Regions from separate parts of the Mus musculus genome. Here all the other regions are linked to region 5. A link is a contact called in public HiChIP or PLAC-seq and promoter capture Hi-C data. All regions are on one chromosome and are shown on one strand. The core of a region is the stretch at or near the end of the contact, and the rest is flanking DNA. Distances in the headings are between cores, read along the strand shown.

The links. HiChIP or PLAC-seq counts read pairs in DNA pulled down with a chosen protein or histone mark. Capture Hi-C pulls out chosen DNA fragments and counts their contacts.
Region 1: a contact with region 5 is called in an HNF4G HiChIP or PLAC-seq map of pancreatic cancer cells. The contact joins the promoter of Nhej1 here to the promoter of Ihh in region 5. A contact is called at or near these places in 21 of 39 promoter capture datasets (the 3T3-L1 cell line, 3T3-L1-derived adipocytes, cranial neural crest and 11 more), 2 of 15 datasets of contacts at CTCF or cohesin (embryonic stem cells and stem cell-derived epiblast-like cells), 3 of 484 Hi-C or Micro-C datasets (embryonic stem cells, nephron progenitors and pancreatic cancer cells), 21 of 115 datasets of contacts at active chromatin or transcription factors (Th17 cells, bone marrow-derived macrophages, craniofacial prominence and 10 more) and 5 of 9 other capture datasets (adipose tissue, embryonic stem cells, liver and 2 more).
Region 2: an HNF4G HiChIP or PLAC-seq map of pancreatic cancer cells shows a contact between it and region 5. The contact joins the promoter of Cnppd1 here to the promoter of Ihh in region 5. A contact is called at or near these places in 17 of 39 promoter capture datasets (the 3T3-L1 cell line, the SN4741 cell line, cranial neural crest and 8 more), 12 of 484 Hi-C or Micro-C datasets (embryonic stem cells, muscle stem cells, nephron progenitors and 2 more), 14 of 115 datasets of contacts at active chromatin or transcription factors (the SCID.adh cell line, embryonic limb bud, embryonic stem cells and 6 more) and 4 of 9 other capture datasets (adipose tissue, embryonic stem cells, liver and 1 more).
Region 3: an HNF4G HiChIP or PLAC-seq map of pancreatic cancer cells shows a contact between it and region 5. The contact joins the promoter of Cyp27a1 here to the promoter of Ihh in region 5. A contact is called at or near these places in 1 of 39 promoter capture datasets (stem cell-derived epiblast-like cells), 2 of 115 datasets of contacts at active chromatin or transcription factors (embryonic stem cells and pancreatic cancer cells) and 1 of 9 other capture datasets (adipose tissue).
Region 4: a contact with region 5 is called in a promoter capture Hi-C map of adipose tissue. The contact joins the promoter of Zfand2b here to the promoter of Ihh in region 5. A contact is called at or near these places in 8 of 39 promoter capture datasets (the 3T3-L1 cell line, cranial neural crest, embryonic stem cells and 5 more), 7 of 115 datasets of contacts at active chromatin or transcription factors (astrocytes, bone marrow-derived macrophages, embryonic stem cells and 3 more) and 2 of 9 other capture datasets (adipose tissue and pancreatic islet).

Annotation. Positions count from the first base shown.
Region 1 is chr1:75,123,923-75,126,622 of GRCm38.p6, reverse strand. It overlaps Nhej1 (non-homologous end joining factor 1), which reads left to right and starts at 1,397. Exons shown (of 9, transcript NM_029342.4): 1 at 1,397-1,487. Slc23a3 (solute carrier family 23 (nucleobase transporters), member 3) reads left to right here. Exons shown (of 12, transcript NM_194333.3): 11 at 186-281; 12 at 605-1,082. The coding sequence ends at 894.
Region 2 is chr1:75,141,275-75,143,974 of GRCm38.p6, reverse strand. It overlaps Cnppd1 (cyclin Pas1/PHO80 domain containing 1), which reads left to right and starts at 1,264. Exons shown (of 10, transcript NM_026977.3): 1 at 1,264-1,332; 2 at 1,415-1,917; 3 at 2,472-2,559. The coding sequence starts at 2,491. It overlaps Retreg2 (reticulophagy regulator family member 2), which reads right to left and starts at 1,189. Exons shown (of 9, transcript NM_170755.2): 1 at 847-1,189; 2 at 500-606; 3 at 22-52. The coding sequence starts at 1,112.
Region 3 is chr1:74,712,139-74,714,838 of GRCm38.p6, reverse strand. It overlaps Cyp27a1 (cytochrome P450, family 27, subfamily a, polypeptide 1), which reads right to left and starts at 1,304. Exons shown (of 9, transcript NM_024264.5): 1 at 948-1,304. The coding sequence starts at 1,208.
Region 4 is chr1:75,167,280-75,169,979 of GRCm38.p6, reverse strand. Zfand2b (zinc finger, AN1 type domain 2B) reads right to left here and starts at 1,334. Exons shown (of 10, transcript NM_001159905.1): 1 at 1,273-1,334; 2 at 1,074-1,149; 3 at 701-795; 4 at 349-480; 5 at 64-215. The coding sequence starts at 1,128.
Region 5 is chr1:74,950,321-74,953,020 of GRCm38.p6, reverse strand. It overlaps Ihh (Indian hedgehog), which reads left to right and starts at 1,349. Exons shown (of 3, transcript NM_010544.3): 1 at 1,349-2,121. The coding sequence starts at 1,807.

The DNA.
Region 1 (2,700 bases), core at 148-2,647, 170 kb before region 5:
AGAAAGGAATCTGGGCAGGGCCTGAGTGTGGGGAATGGAGTGTGTAGAGGGAAAAGGTAGATGGGATGGAATGGCAGCCTAGTGAGATGTGTCCCTGGTTTGAGATGCAGTTTACGTCTGAAAGGGAAGACTCATTGCCTGGGACAGTATCAGTTACCTTCCTGCCTGGCCCCAACCCTTTGTAGGCTGGAGCCCCCTGGATATGTTTCTTCGTTCTTTGCTGGCAGAACCCATTTTCTTAGCTGGTCTACTGGGCTTTCTCCTAGAAAACACTATATCTGGTAAGTTGAGACCAGGTCCCAGGGGAGTGGCTAGGTAGTCACTACTCCCTAGGTTGGGCAGGGCAGTGACCTTTACTTATTTTTCACTTAAAAAAAAAACCTTAATTTTCATTTTAAATTATGCATATGTGTGTATGTGTGTCTTTGGATATTTGCATTCATAAAATGTAGAGATCAGTGATGGTAGATCCTCCCAGACCTGGAGATTCGGGCAGTTGTGAGCCATCCGGCATGGGTGCTGGGACTTGGAACTTGGGTCCTCTGTAAGAGCAGTACCAGCTCCTAAGAGCTATCTCTCCATCCTGATCACCCCTCTTTTACAGGTACACGGGCTGAGAGAGGCTTAGGTCAGAGGCTGCCAACTTCTTTCACTGCCCAAGAAATTCAAATGCTTCAGCAATCCAGGAGGAAAGCTGCTCAAGAGTATGGGCTTCCTTTACCCATCAGAAACCTGTGTTCCTGCATCCCACAGCCTCTCCACTGCCTCTGTCCAATGCCTGAAGACTCTGGGGATGAAGGAGGATCCTCTAAAACAGGAGAGAGAGCCGACTTGTTGCCTAACTCTGGGGAATCGTACTCCACAGCTAGCAGAGAAGGGGTTAGGTCCCAGTAATCATCAAGACCACCATTTTTGTCTTAGTTTAGCAGTAACTGCCACCTTGCTGGAGTCTGTATACTTTGTCCCAGTGGAGGTGGATGTGGCCCACTTGCAAAATGGGCTGCCTTTCCTCCTCTTAAGACTTGAGCAGAGGCCATGGTTTAGCGGGTTGGAACTGAATAAATGAGATTTCTGCCTGTAAACTGTCAAGGCTTCTTGAATGAACTCTAGCATTCAAATATTTACTCTTTGCCATGAGCAAGGTCCTACATCCACGGATATGAATACGACAGGGTCCCTGCCCTCTCCCTGCATTTAAGATTTAAATAAGTAACTAAAATGTAAAGCAGATAAAAAAAAGATGAAGAGGCAAGAGAGAAGTAGTATTTCGTTTCAACTTAGGGCAACAGGAAAGGAATTAGGAAAGCAGCAGAGTTGCGAGTGGCGTTAACAAGTGAGGTTCGGGCCCCGCCCACCAGGGCCCTGGCTCCGCCCACACCCAAGACCCCGCCTTCCTGAGTGTGTTGTGTGTGGGGGGGTGGCCTCTCAGTTTGCGCACCAGGACAGGCCCGCCTTGAGGAGGGTGGGAGTTCCCGCAGCCGTTGACGGTAGGTGGGGTTGGTTTCGTGTCGGCGCCGAGATCTGGGTCTGTCCGGACGCCGAAAAGCAAAGATAAACTCGTGCAGTGGCCCCTGACCCGGGCGCTTTTTCCCAGAAGGGACCGCGCGCAGCCCGACTTTGGACCTCCCGGAGTGGGCGGACCTGCGCACGCGCAGTCCGTTTTCGGCCTCTGCCTTTTAGTGTGTCGTGTGAAGCCCCTCCTTAGCAGGCTTCGTGTTTGGCCCGCTGGGATGAATTAGTTTTGTTCCCCTTTGGGGCCCTGAGCCGTAACTGTGTGCAGCGGATGCTGTAAAAATGAGAGGCGGGCGACAAAGTTCTAGCGGGGGTTGGGGGGGCAGATGGACGCCTAGGGCGCTCGAGGGCGGGGCGTGTGACCTTTGGCGGCAGGGCCTAAGGTTTGCCCTCTTTGGTGGCACAGGGCGTGGGCTCGACAGATGGTCTGTAGGACCTTACTGCCCCCTGCAGGGTATTTTAGGAACTATCCCTGGGAGAGGAACCCGAGTGGTAGAATGTCGTGCAACTTCACAGTCTCTCCTTTAAAAGACAAATTAAACCCGCGAGGTTGGTTAACGTGATCATGGAAGACCAATTTGCGGAGTGTGGGGCGGGGAGTCAAACCCCAGAGGACTTAGATTCCTTCTCCCTCCATGCTGTGAACAGTCTCAGGCCCCAGTCCGTTCTACCACTTTGTTTTGTTTTGAAAGTCTCTTGCTATGTTGTCCAGGTTGGCTTCCAAATCAAGATCCTCCTGCCTCAGCCTCCTGTGTGCTAGGATTACAGGCATGCCCCATCATGCCTGACTCACTGAGTTATACTTACCTCAAGACCAGGCTGAGTGGTAGGAGCAGCCAGACTGGATGTTTAGACATTTTTATAGGGCCAGCTGTCCCTGGCCACATTAAAACAGCTTCCTCCCATTCAGACAAAACCATCGACTTGTGGGTTTTGACCTTCGGAACCAGTTAGGCCAATAAGCTCAATTTTGGTGAGTTTCAGAGTGCATGCCAGGATGTGCCTATAAGGGAAATTAGAGGGTTTGGCAACTTCATTTGTATGTCTAATCTTTCCCAGTGTAAACTCTTGCCCAGTGAAGACTCTTTAATCATTCTGAGACCAGTTTATCCTGTTGGAACAGCCCAGGATACAAATAACCATCTCCACACACAGCGTTTCAAGGTGGCTGCAAATAACCACCATATA
Region 2 (2,700 bases), core at 15-2,514, 190 kb before region 5:
TAAAAGGTGGCCTATACTCACCTGTCAGAGTGTGGTTCTTCAGGGGGTGGTGCTATGGAGAAAAGGGTGTGGGGTAAGTTAAGAATACAAGAAGCACTTAGAGACAGATCCAAAGTCAGAAAGAGCTGCCTCTCTTTAACATTCTTGGTCTCAATTTTTCAGTAATCCCTCTGTCTCTCGCTTCCAGGCCTGAACCACTATGTGAAGTCCAGAGCATTCCCTTTACCCACCAACTACAAGGTGTACGATATGCTGTTTCTGAACCCAGCTTTAAATGCTATATAGTTTTGACTACTAAACTCACAAGAACATTAATTTTGGAAAAGAAACAATTCTCATTTCAGGCAATTTTCTTAAAAAAAAAAAAAAAAAAAAAAAAAACGATGGAAGGGCATACAGGATGCCTTAGGAGATAAATGGCCTTCCTGTGCCTCCCCTCAAGTAGCAGGGTGATGCACGGAGCAGGTGCATACAGTGCATGTGGAATGAAGAAACTCACCTGAAACGTCAGGGAGAAAGCGAGGATGCCAGAGATCCAGTAGAAAATAGGTCAAAAGTGAGATGCTGAGCAGGAAGAAGGGCCGGAGGGACGACGAAGACAACAACCTTAGGGAGACAGGCATCTCAGTTGAGGCTCCCAAATCCATCGAAAATCACAGAAAGACCCATGGATGGGGAGATGGCCCTCTAAGCCTCACCCAGTCACTAAGAGACTAAAAAATGGGGCCACCTGGTGCAGGATCACCGCCCCAGACGCTGACAGCCCTCCAAGGGAGGGAGCACCCGGTCCTCCCGCCCCCGCTCTCCCGCGCAGCCCGGCCCCGCCCCCTCCTCCGTGGCCGTTACCAGAAGAGGCCGTTGAGTGTGGCCGCCGTGACCAGGCTGTGCAGCGGCTTCTCCCAAACCAGCAGTCGCTGTGCGGCCGCCAGCACCGCCTCCCAGCCGCGGAGCCGCAGCCACAGGGACGTAGCTAAACGTCCCACTGCCTCGGCTGCGGCCGCCTCCTCCTCCGCGTCGCCAGTGGCCTCACCCATGCCGAGGCTCAGCCCCAGGCCCAGGCCCAGCCCCGAGGTGCCACCCGCGCCGGTGTTACCGCCACCGCTGCTCGCCATCACCGCGCCGCAGCCGCTGCCCGAGCCCGCGAGGAGCCAGGGCTGCGCGGCCGCCGCCGGGGGCGCGTCAGACGGAAGGGGGCGCACGCACGGGCGAGCAAAAAAACCTGCGGTCAAGCGTCACGTGATGAAGCGCGATGCCACGTGACGTGCCCTAACAGCCCGGATGGGACGCCCGCGCGTGCGCGTTGGCCGCTGTCGTGATCCTGCACCCACGAAGGTGTGCTTCCAGGGTGCTGGAGGGGTGATCCGGGGCGGGCGTTGAGGCTGCGAGGCCTGAGGTCTTCTCCCGGTGTTTACAGGGCGGCTGGAGACCTCTTTGTCGCGTGAGGCACTGCCCAGAGGCAGTGAGTGGGCTTTCAGGCCCCCAGGATCTTGACTACAATCTGCTTGGGATCGGGAAGGGCGGTGCCATCCCCATTACTCAACCCTCTTCGCCTCCAGTCCCCTCCCCTCAGCGGATAAACAAACACCAGCGCGTGACTTTAATGACTTCAAAGCAGCTTCACCAACTTCGAAAAGTTGTTTCTTCCTTCTTGGAGCGTCGGCCCTCTCTCTTCCCAAAATCTCTCAGCCGCAAATTGTGTGGAAGGAGTGTTTGGAAATAAAACATCCAGGCGCTGTTTGCTTTGGGGAGACCTGTTTAACATCGTACATTGAGGCTTTATATCTTTTGAGATCATTTAATTGCTGGAGTAACCATACAGAATACAGTATGTATTCGAGTGTTACAGTTTCAAACTTCTAAGGGGCATAAAGATTCAACAGATTCCCTCCCACCTTGTTCACAGTTCTCCCACCTACGGTAAGTTTCTTGTTCATCTTTCCTGGGCATTGCTGATTGAGTGCGTCTTCCCTAAAACCCAGGAAACAACTCGCCGCGTTGCCTTTGTGTTAGGCTCGTTACTATCTGTACCACGACTACAAAGCCTGGTCAGCGCGTTCACCCTTGGTGTGTCGCGGTCCCCTGGGAACCGTATTACAATTGCCCCCGGTGCTCATAGCTCCGGAGACCCGGAGCTCTCAGGTTGGGCAAGGCAGGAGGCACTTCCTGCCGGGCGCGCAGACTCGTCGGTGACACTCACTCCCGCAGCTTATAAACGCCTAGCGAACGCGGCACGGGCTGAGAACACTGCTGGCCCTCGTACCTCCTGGTTCGCCTGGTGAGCGCCGCGCCTGTCGTCGGGCGCCGGGAGGCCCAGTCGCACGCGGAACAGGAAGAGGCGTCCCACGGCCGCCTGCGAGAAGGGAGGAGGCTGCGCGCAGTCGGGCGGTGGCCCTTTCGGGAGAGGTGGGCCAACGGGTGAGCACGGCTCTGGGGTCACTTACGATTCCTTCCCTTTCCCTCCACCTTCGCAGGGTGGCGGCTGACAGTGCGATGGACCTGACTGGGCTCCTGCTGGACGAAGAAGGCGCCTTCTCCCTCACCGGTTTCCAAGACTTCATGGTGAGAGGTCCGCCTGTTCTCTGCCTCTGGGAGTCAGAACTCCCAGGCGTTCTCCTCCAGACCCGAGCGGAATGGGAGCTCTCTTACTTGTTATGCCCTGGAGTGGGCTATTGTTGAGAGCAATGCCACTTGGGCCTGAAG
Region 3 (2,700 bases), core at 55-2,554, 240 kb after region 5:
CTCTCCCTCCTGATTTCTGGGATTAAAGGTAAGTGTTGCGCCACCATGCCAGGCTTCCTGCTTGCTTGCTTGCTTGCTTGCTTGCTTGCTTGCTTGCTTGCTTGCTTGCTTACAATTTGTATTCTTTTTAACTATGCACGTGTGTGTCAGCAGGTATGTGCTCATGAGTGCATGGTCCTGGAAGGGCAGAGACATCAGATTCCCCTGGGTGGTTGTAAACTGACTGACAAGGGTGCTGACTGACTCAGGTCCTCTGGAAAAGAGAGATGTCCTCCTAACCATGGAGCCCTCTCTCCAGTCCCAGGGAATGGTTTGTTTTGCTTTGTTATTTTAAATCATCTCTCAGTACCTCCTGAGTCTGACAGGGATAGCTACACAGACAAACTTTCCTGGCTGCTGGATTTCTCTTTCTCTGTCCCCATCCTCACCCTCCTCTCCGTCTGGCAGGGTGTCGAGGTGCAATTACATCAGAAATTCCTTTGCCTGCTCCCTAATGTGTTTTCTTTCACTCCCTGAGAAGCAATCTTTTTTTGTTTTTTGTTTTTTTCTTCTGTGGACAAATGTGTCCTACAGATTGCAAAGTAGCTTCCAAAGTTAACTCCTTTGGAAGAAGCAGGAGGGGAATGGCATCTCTGAAGTAACAGGGTTCCCCCAACACCGGGCACTGTATACACTAGCATGAGTCATTCTCTCCCAACGCAACCTCTTCCTTTCCCAACTTGTGCCCACCACATTGATGATGATCTCTTGATCGGTGACACCCATCGCCTGTTTTAGCTCAAAGGATTCTCTCTGCACCCTGCATGCCCTTCCAGTTTATGGCTCGAGCCTCAGACAGTGGCGAGCTAAGTTCTATTTACTGTTTATCCCTCTTCTCTCCCATAGCCAGCTTCTTTTTCTGTCCCAGTGCCCAGACCCAGGTGGCGATGCCTCTGTCCGATGGTTACCTGGAGGTCGGGCAAGTGCAGCACATAGCCTTGTAGAAATAGCTGGAATAAAAATTGTAGCGTTCCGGTCCCCGGAAGCTCCGCCGGACTCCGCAGGCGCGGCCGGTCTTGACCTGTTCCTGGACCCTCCGTACTCTCCTGTGCCTGGAGGGCTGCAGGGATCGTGGCCTTGGCTCTGGCCCCTTGTGGGCAGAGGCCACGGCCCACCACACGCGGGTCCAGGAGCGTCCATCTCAGCCTCGTGCGGCTCCACGCAGCCATGGATCGTGCCCGAGAAGCCAAGAGTTTAGATCCAGAGACTATGAGCCCTATCCAGGCAAGGAGGCAGACAGAACTCGGGCTTTGCGACCTGGCGACTTTAAAGGCAGAGGTGGTCCCGGGGCGGGCCAATAGAGGACTAGCCAGATCCTTTCATAACCCCTTCCAATCAGGATCTGTCCTGAACACACAAACGCCGCCTTCTCCAGCTGCAAGACCTCTACTAAGAAGGCAGGCAGAGGTGGACAAGATGAACTAGGGAGCTCTCTGGAGTTAGCAGCCTCCTCATCCACGGACTCTCAAGAACTTCGCTGGCTCTCAGTCGTGAGATGGAGCACAGCAGTCAACTTCCAAGTCCCTCAGGCCCCACCCAGCTAGGCTTGCCTTTGCTTGACCTGCAGAGCGCCATCTCTGGTGTCCCTCACTTTCCAGATGGCCCGGGAACGCGCTGCTGTTCCCCAGAGGCTGAAGCTGATTGTGGACCTGGGACAGCAGTCACGTGAGGCCCAGAGAGGAGGAAAAACAAAACAAATTGCGGTATTAGGGATTTTTTTTTTTTAAGAGTATCATTTCTGCTTTTGAGAACAGATTTGGGGATTTGATTTTGTTTTCTTTTTCCCGTTTTGTTTTGTTTGAAGACGTGTAGGCCAGGCTGGGCTCAATCCTCCACCTTCCTGCCCCAACCTCCAGAGTGCAGGCATTAAGGATTTTGAACCAGTTATGGTTGCGCAAGCCTCTAATTTCAGCATTTGTGAGGCAGAGGCAAGTGAACTCTGTGAGTCCCAGGTCAGCCTGGTCTACATAGCAAGTTCCAGGTCAGCTAGAGGTAGATAATCAAACTCTGTCTCAAAAAACAAAAAACAAAAAACAAAAAACAAAAAAACTAAACTAATAACAACAATTTTTTAAAAAGAGGAAGGGCTGAAGAGATGGCTGCTCTTCCAGAGGGGAAGTTCACAGCCTCCGAAACCCCTCTGTGTGCACCAAGCATGCAAGTGGCACACAGACAATATGCAGGAAACACACCCATACACATACCATAAGTTTTTAAATTTGTATTTTTAAAAAGGACTGCCTACCTACATGGCCTGGCTTCAGACTATTCCAATAAAGCAAAAAGAATAAAATGGGACAGAAAATTTGCCCCAAAGGGGGAAAAATAACCAAGTGTTGTTTCATGAACTGTTTTATGTATATTGGAAGTTTCGTTTTCTTTTGTTGTTGTTGGGTTGTTTGGTTGGTTTGAGACAGGGTTTCTCTGTGTAGCTCCAACTGTCCTGGACCTTGTTCTGTAGACCAGGCTGGAACTCAAGAGACCTGCCTGCTTCTGTCTCTAAGTGCTGGAATTAAAAGTGTGTACCACCGGGCTGGTGAGATGACTCAGTGGGTGAGAGCACCCAACTGCTCTTCCGAAGGTCCCAGCAACCACATGGTGGCTCACAGCCACCCATAATGAGATCTGATGCCCTCTTCTGGTGCGTCTGAAGACAGCTGC
Region 4 (2,700 bases), core at 85-2,584, 220 kb before region 5:
GACTGCCTTGGTCAAGGAAGACATGGCTGAAGCAAAGCAAGTTGGCTATTTGGTGGTAATTACCCTGCCCTGCTGGTCTGATGACCTTCCCCAGAGCATTCATGGTCCAGGGGATGACGGTGCTTGATGCAGAAGTTTCGGCCACAGCGATCACAAGTCAGTTTCATCATCTCCCGCTGCCGGCAGCCAGAACGTTCACACTTATTGGTGAAGATCTGAGATGAAACAGGGTTTGTTATTTAGGAAACTCATCTTCTCCTCTGGCCCCCATGGAGCTAGCCTTTTGGGTTTGCAGATGTCCGTATACTACGCTGGGTTGTCTCACTAACCCCTCCATTATTTATTTACCTTGCGTTTTTGCTGTGCTGGGTCAGAACGACAGTCTCTGTCAATGTGCTCTCCCACAGCACGGTCAGGAGGCTCTCCTCTGGCCACCGGCACAGGCACATTACAGAGAGGGCACACAGGTACCTGGATATCCTATAGTCAAGGGTCAGGAGTCAGTATGAGAGCCAAGCAATCTCTTAAAGAACCCGGATATACCACTCACAAATACACAAAAAACAAAGTTACCCAGTGCTGGGCTTAGAAACACAATAACTAAGAGGGGAAAACATAAAATAGACAGATCCTGAAAGCATCTGCACCCGCTCTCCTCTCCATACACCAACCCCTGCCACCCTCACGATCGCCCCCTCACCTTTTGGTAAGCTGATCCACAGTGATGCTGGGCGTAGGCCACATGGTCTGCGCAGAAGATGCCCGAGCAGGCATCGCACTTGAGTGGCAAAAAATCTACAGAGAATGGGTCAGATTGCGGGTTCAAAGGAAACTTAGATGTCCTTTCCTCTTGCGCAAAGCTGCTACTCAGGTAGGAAAAACTCTGCCCTATTTGCAACACACTGTACCTCTTTCACAGTACACGATCAATTTGGCCACGCCCCTAGTCTCCGCCCACAACTTCGAGCCCCGCCCTCCTGGCCTTTCCAGCTCCAGTGCTCACCCTCCTGGCCCTACCTGCAGTCCCCAGCCCCAGCCGTCCGGCCCCGCCTCCCGCGTGCTCCGCCCCTCACCCAAGCGCTGACAGCTCGGCTCGGAACAGTGAGCCCCGAGGTCCGGAAACTCCATCGCCTGGCCGTGCGGGGCCTGCTGCGGGGAAGAAACGAGAGCTGAGCGTGCCAAGGACTCCCGCTCCGGGCCCCGTCCGCAACACAGCAACTCCGGGGGGCTCCCCGCCCCGCCCCTTCCTCTCCCCCGCCCAGCACAGGTTACCGAAGCCTGAGCGTCCGCCGGCCCGCAGCCCCTACTCCTCCTCCCGAGGGCTCGCGCGCTCTGACGTCATCACGTTGGGCGGGTCCATCCCGGGCAACAGTAGATTGCAGGCGGAGAGTCCCAGAAGAGTTGAGCCACGCCCGGGAGCGGGTGTAAAGCTTAGAAGAGTTTTTTCAGAACCAACCAGTGAAGGCAAAGATGGACGTGTCGGTGGACAAGGGTGGTTTGGAAGCAGTTCGGCCTTTAGCCTGCTCACTTCGTCACTACCTTACTTTTCTCTAGCCATTTCTCCAGACCGAGGCTACCTCTTTTCTGTGAGGAGTTACAGTGTTTCTCAGTGGTGCAGATTCCTCTCCAGGTTTTAGTGTTGATGTTCACCCTCTAAGACATCCCTAGCCCTTGTCGGTATGATCTGAGCACACCTGCTCTGTCTTCTCCTCCCCTCCATCCCAGTTTACACGTCACCTCATTGAAATCAGCTGTTCACCAACCTGGCACAGTGTCTCAAGCCTTTACTCCCAACACTCAGAAAGCAGATGCAGGTGAATCTTTGTGAGTTCGACATCAGCATGGTCTACATATCGAATTCTAGGACAGCCAAGACTACATAGAGACACCCAGGCTCGGGGGTGAGGGAGGGAGGGAGAGAGAGAGAGAGAGAGGCATCGGCCACACAAAGGGGACTACCTGGTGAAAAGAGACATCCATAGTGAAAGGAGAGAAGACGAAAAACCCAAGAGAACTGCACACCCTTCCCTTCAATGATAAAATTAAAATATATCAAAGAGTCAAGGATCAGCTCTACCTGTTTCATACTGGGCCCTGCCTGGCACATAATACCTAAAGTACAACAGTCTCAGGTGAAACTCACTACATAGCTATTTTAAACAGATGCCTGGGTCCTAGGACTTCTGACTCAGAGGGGAGCTCCAGAAGGAATGGTAACACATTTCTAGTATGTCTCAACTTGAAAAACACTAGCCTAGCACATTCTCAGGGGTTCTGGAATGTTTTTTGAAGAGTGGCAGTCATTAAACTGGTGTACACCTTTAGGAACCACAGACTGAGACCTTCCTGGCTCAGCACATTTTGCTTCTCACACAGCTTCTCCTACTTGGAATTGGTAGTCACTCTACCTTCCCGTAGGTCTAGACGTGGAAACAAGTAATCAGGTGAAGTAAACAAACAAACAAACAAAAAACCAGTTTCTGCCTCTCAACTTTCCCCTCCTCTTCCTTTGATTTTCACTCTAAGACCGGTAGAAATTAAGACAGTCTTTCCTGGCTACCTCAGGCAGAAGCCCTGTTCTCAGCTCTAACTGTACCCAAACACCTTGACTTGGGTCATCTGCCGACTTACATGCCTGCCACACTCATGTGCTTGTTGGTTGTGTTATATCAGCAAACTCTGGGTTCGACTGAGAGGCCT
Region 5 (2,700 bases), core at 100-2,599:
CTGTGGCAAGGGATCAGCCTGGCTACCTGAGAGCCTCTTTCAAATACATGAGCAAAACAAATGACTTGAACTTCAAATATAGATCATCACGGTTTCCTTTGGTAGAGGAAGGTGCACGCGCACGTGTGTGTGTGTGTGTGTGTGTGTGTGTGTAGCATCATGATTTCTCTAGCATGTCTAGCATGGTGGTACTACTCCCCTGCCATCCCAGCACTCCGGAAATGGAAGCAAGAGAATCCAGAGCTCAAGGCTAGCCTGGACTCCGTAGGTGAGAGACTCCATCTGTAAAGAAAGGAAGGGGTTGAGGGTGAGGGTGAGGGAGGAAGATTGAGCTTTCTAATTATAACTTTATTAAATTTGTGGAACCCGTCGCAAACAGCACAAGATTTGACATTGTGGTGGTGATCTGTGCCCGTTAACACACTTGCGTCTTCTGGTTTGGGCAGTATAGATTATAATTCATCTGCCTTCCTGGATGTTCTATTAAAGTGCACAACCCTCATTCGCTTCCCGGGCAGTCTCTGCAGAGTCCGTGGCTTCTAACACTTCTGAAGTAGGACGAGGAGGAGCGAGTGATTCCCAGGCAGTGCCCGTCTGCAGGTGGATTGGGATCCGTTTGTTTGTTTGCTTGTTTGTTTGTTTGTTGTTTATGCAGCACGCTCAGTGCTCTTCCCTCTCTGTGGATGTCCCCACTTCAGGCTGTTATTCTGTATGGCCTTTCTCCCTTGTTTTTAACAGTGTTTCCAGTCCTATTTGACTCCTGACAAGGCTACATTGCCTCCACCCGCATCCCCTAGTTCTGTACTGGGCAGTATAGGGTCCCCAGCTGTGCACCAGGTCAATACAGAACCCTGCTCCTCCAAGCTGAGAAAGGGAATGTTGCCAGGGCCAGGGTGGGGCACCAGGTTATGAATGACCTCCAGCTTTCGGGTTTGCTTCTCCGCAGGGGACACCGTAGGCGGTTGTGCGGTCCGGCCACTACCCCCCTCTTGCGTCCGGCTGCGACGTGGGTTGCGGTCTCCGTGGGGGTGGCATCTCCTGTCCAGGAGATTTGCGCCTGGTGGGGCTCCCAGGAGCCGCAAGGAACGGGAAGGAGAGACCAGGGTGGGGTGAGGCCCGTCAGGAGGACAATCGCAGGCAGCGCAGGGGGCGCAAAGGGCAGCGGGCGGGTGGACGCGCGGCTGAGGAGCGCGCGGGACAGGGCTGGCTAGCCTTGGGGCCGCCCGCCGGAGGGGGAGGAGGCTGTGCTGCCCTTGCTGCAGGTTCGCTGTCGAGCGCGCAGGAGGCAGGGACATGGATAGGGTGCGGTCTGCGCGGGTCCCGAGCCCGGATCTCTTCCATTTCCCCTCTCACTCGACCCCGGGCTGCGCCGCAGACGGCAGCAGCTCCCGCTCTGCCCGAGCCGCCTGACCGCCGGGCCGGGGTGCTAACCGCGGGTCCCTTCAGTCCGCCGGCCGGGCCAGCCCAGCCCAGCCCGCCGGCCCTCAGCCCCGCCGCCCGCCGCCCCCCGCCGTCGCCGCGTTGCCAAAACAAACGGGCCGGCCTATTTATTGGCGGCCGGCGAGCCGGGCAGCTCAGAGTCGAGGCGCCGAGGGGGACAGCACGCCGCCACCAGCCAGGGCCCCGGGCCCCCGCCCCGCACCTGAGTCCCGTCGGCCTTGAGCCGCGTCGCGCTGCCCATGGCGCCCCCGCATGGAGTCCCCAAGAGCCACCCAGACGCCTGAGTCCCCGAAGCTGTCCCAGCCACGCGCCCACCTATCAGCCCACCAGGCGCCCTCGCCCGCTGCTCTCCCGGGCTACCCGGCCATGTCTCCCGCCTGGCTCCGGCCCCGACTGCGGTTCTGTCTGTTCCTGCTGCTGCTGCTTCTGGTGCCGGCGGCGCGGGGCTGCGGGCCGGGCCGGGTGGTGGGCAGCCGCCGGAGGCCGCCTCGCAAGCTCGTGCCTCTTGCCTACAAGCAGTTCAGCCCCAACGTGCCGGAGAAGACCCTGGGCGCCAGCGGGCGCTACGAAGGCAAGATCGCGCGCAGCTCTGAGCGCTTCAAAGAGCTCACCCCCAACTACAATCCCGACATCATCTTCAAGGACGAGGAGAACACGGGTGCCGACCGCCTCATGACCCAGGTGAGCGCGATCGGTCCTCCCAGCGCGCCATCGAAGCATCGCCACCTGCCCGGCCCTATCCTCTCTTCTAGCACCTTTTTTCTCGACTGCCTGGCACGCCCCCTGGCACCTGCCCTTCTTGTGAATCCCGGGTGTCTTTCTGCCCAAGATGGGCTGGCCAAGGAACCCCGCGGGAGTGTTAGCATCCGGGATCCCGCCCGGTGTCTTTGAGAGGAGCTTTCTGCCGCTGCCAAGCCCCGCAGGTTGGCGGGCGGCCCCTCTGCCCGCGAGTGCTGGCAGCTCAGGTCAAATCTGGAACTTGAAGGTACCTGGACCTGGCTGCCTCTTGTGCCTCCGGGAACCACGAAATCCCTCTCGGCCTAACATTTCTCACAGCCCAGCCCTGGTCATTACGAAGCCGTTTGGCATCCCTGAGGCGAAGAAGCTCAGGACACCGGGGACCCCGTGGCCTTCCCTTCCCTTGTGCCCTTGGTTAGCTGCGCTGCCCTCTCCTGGAGCAGCGACTTGGCTGGTTCTGGGCTTAAGGAATAGCAGGGGAAAGAAAGTCGAATGTGGAGACAGAGGTAGGAAAGGGAACCA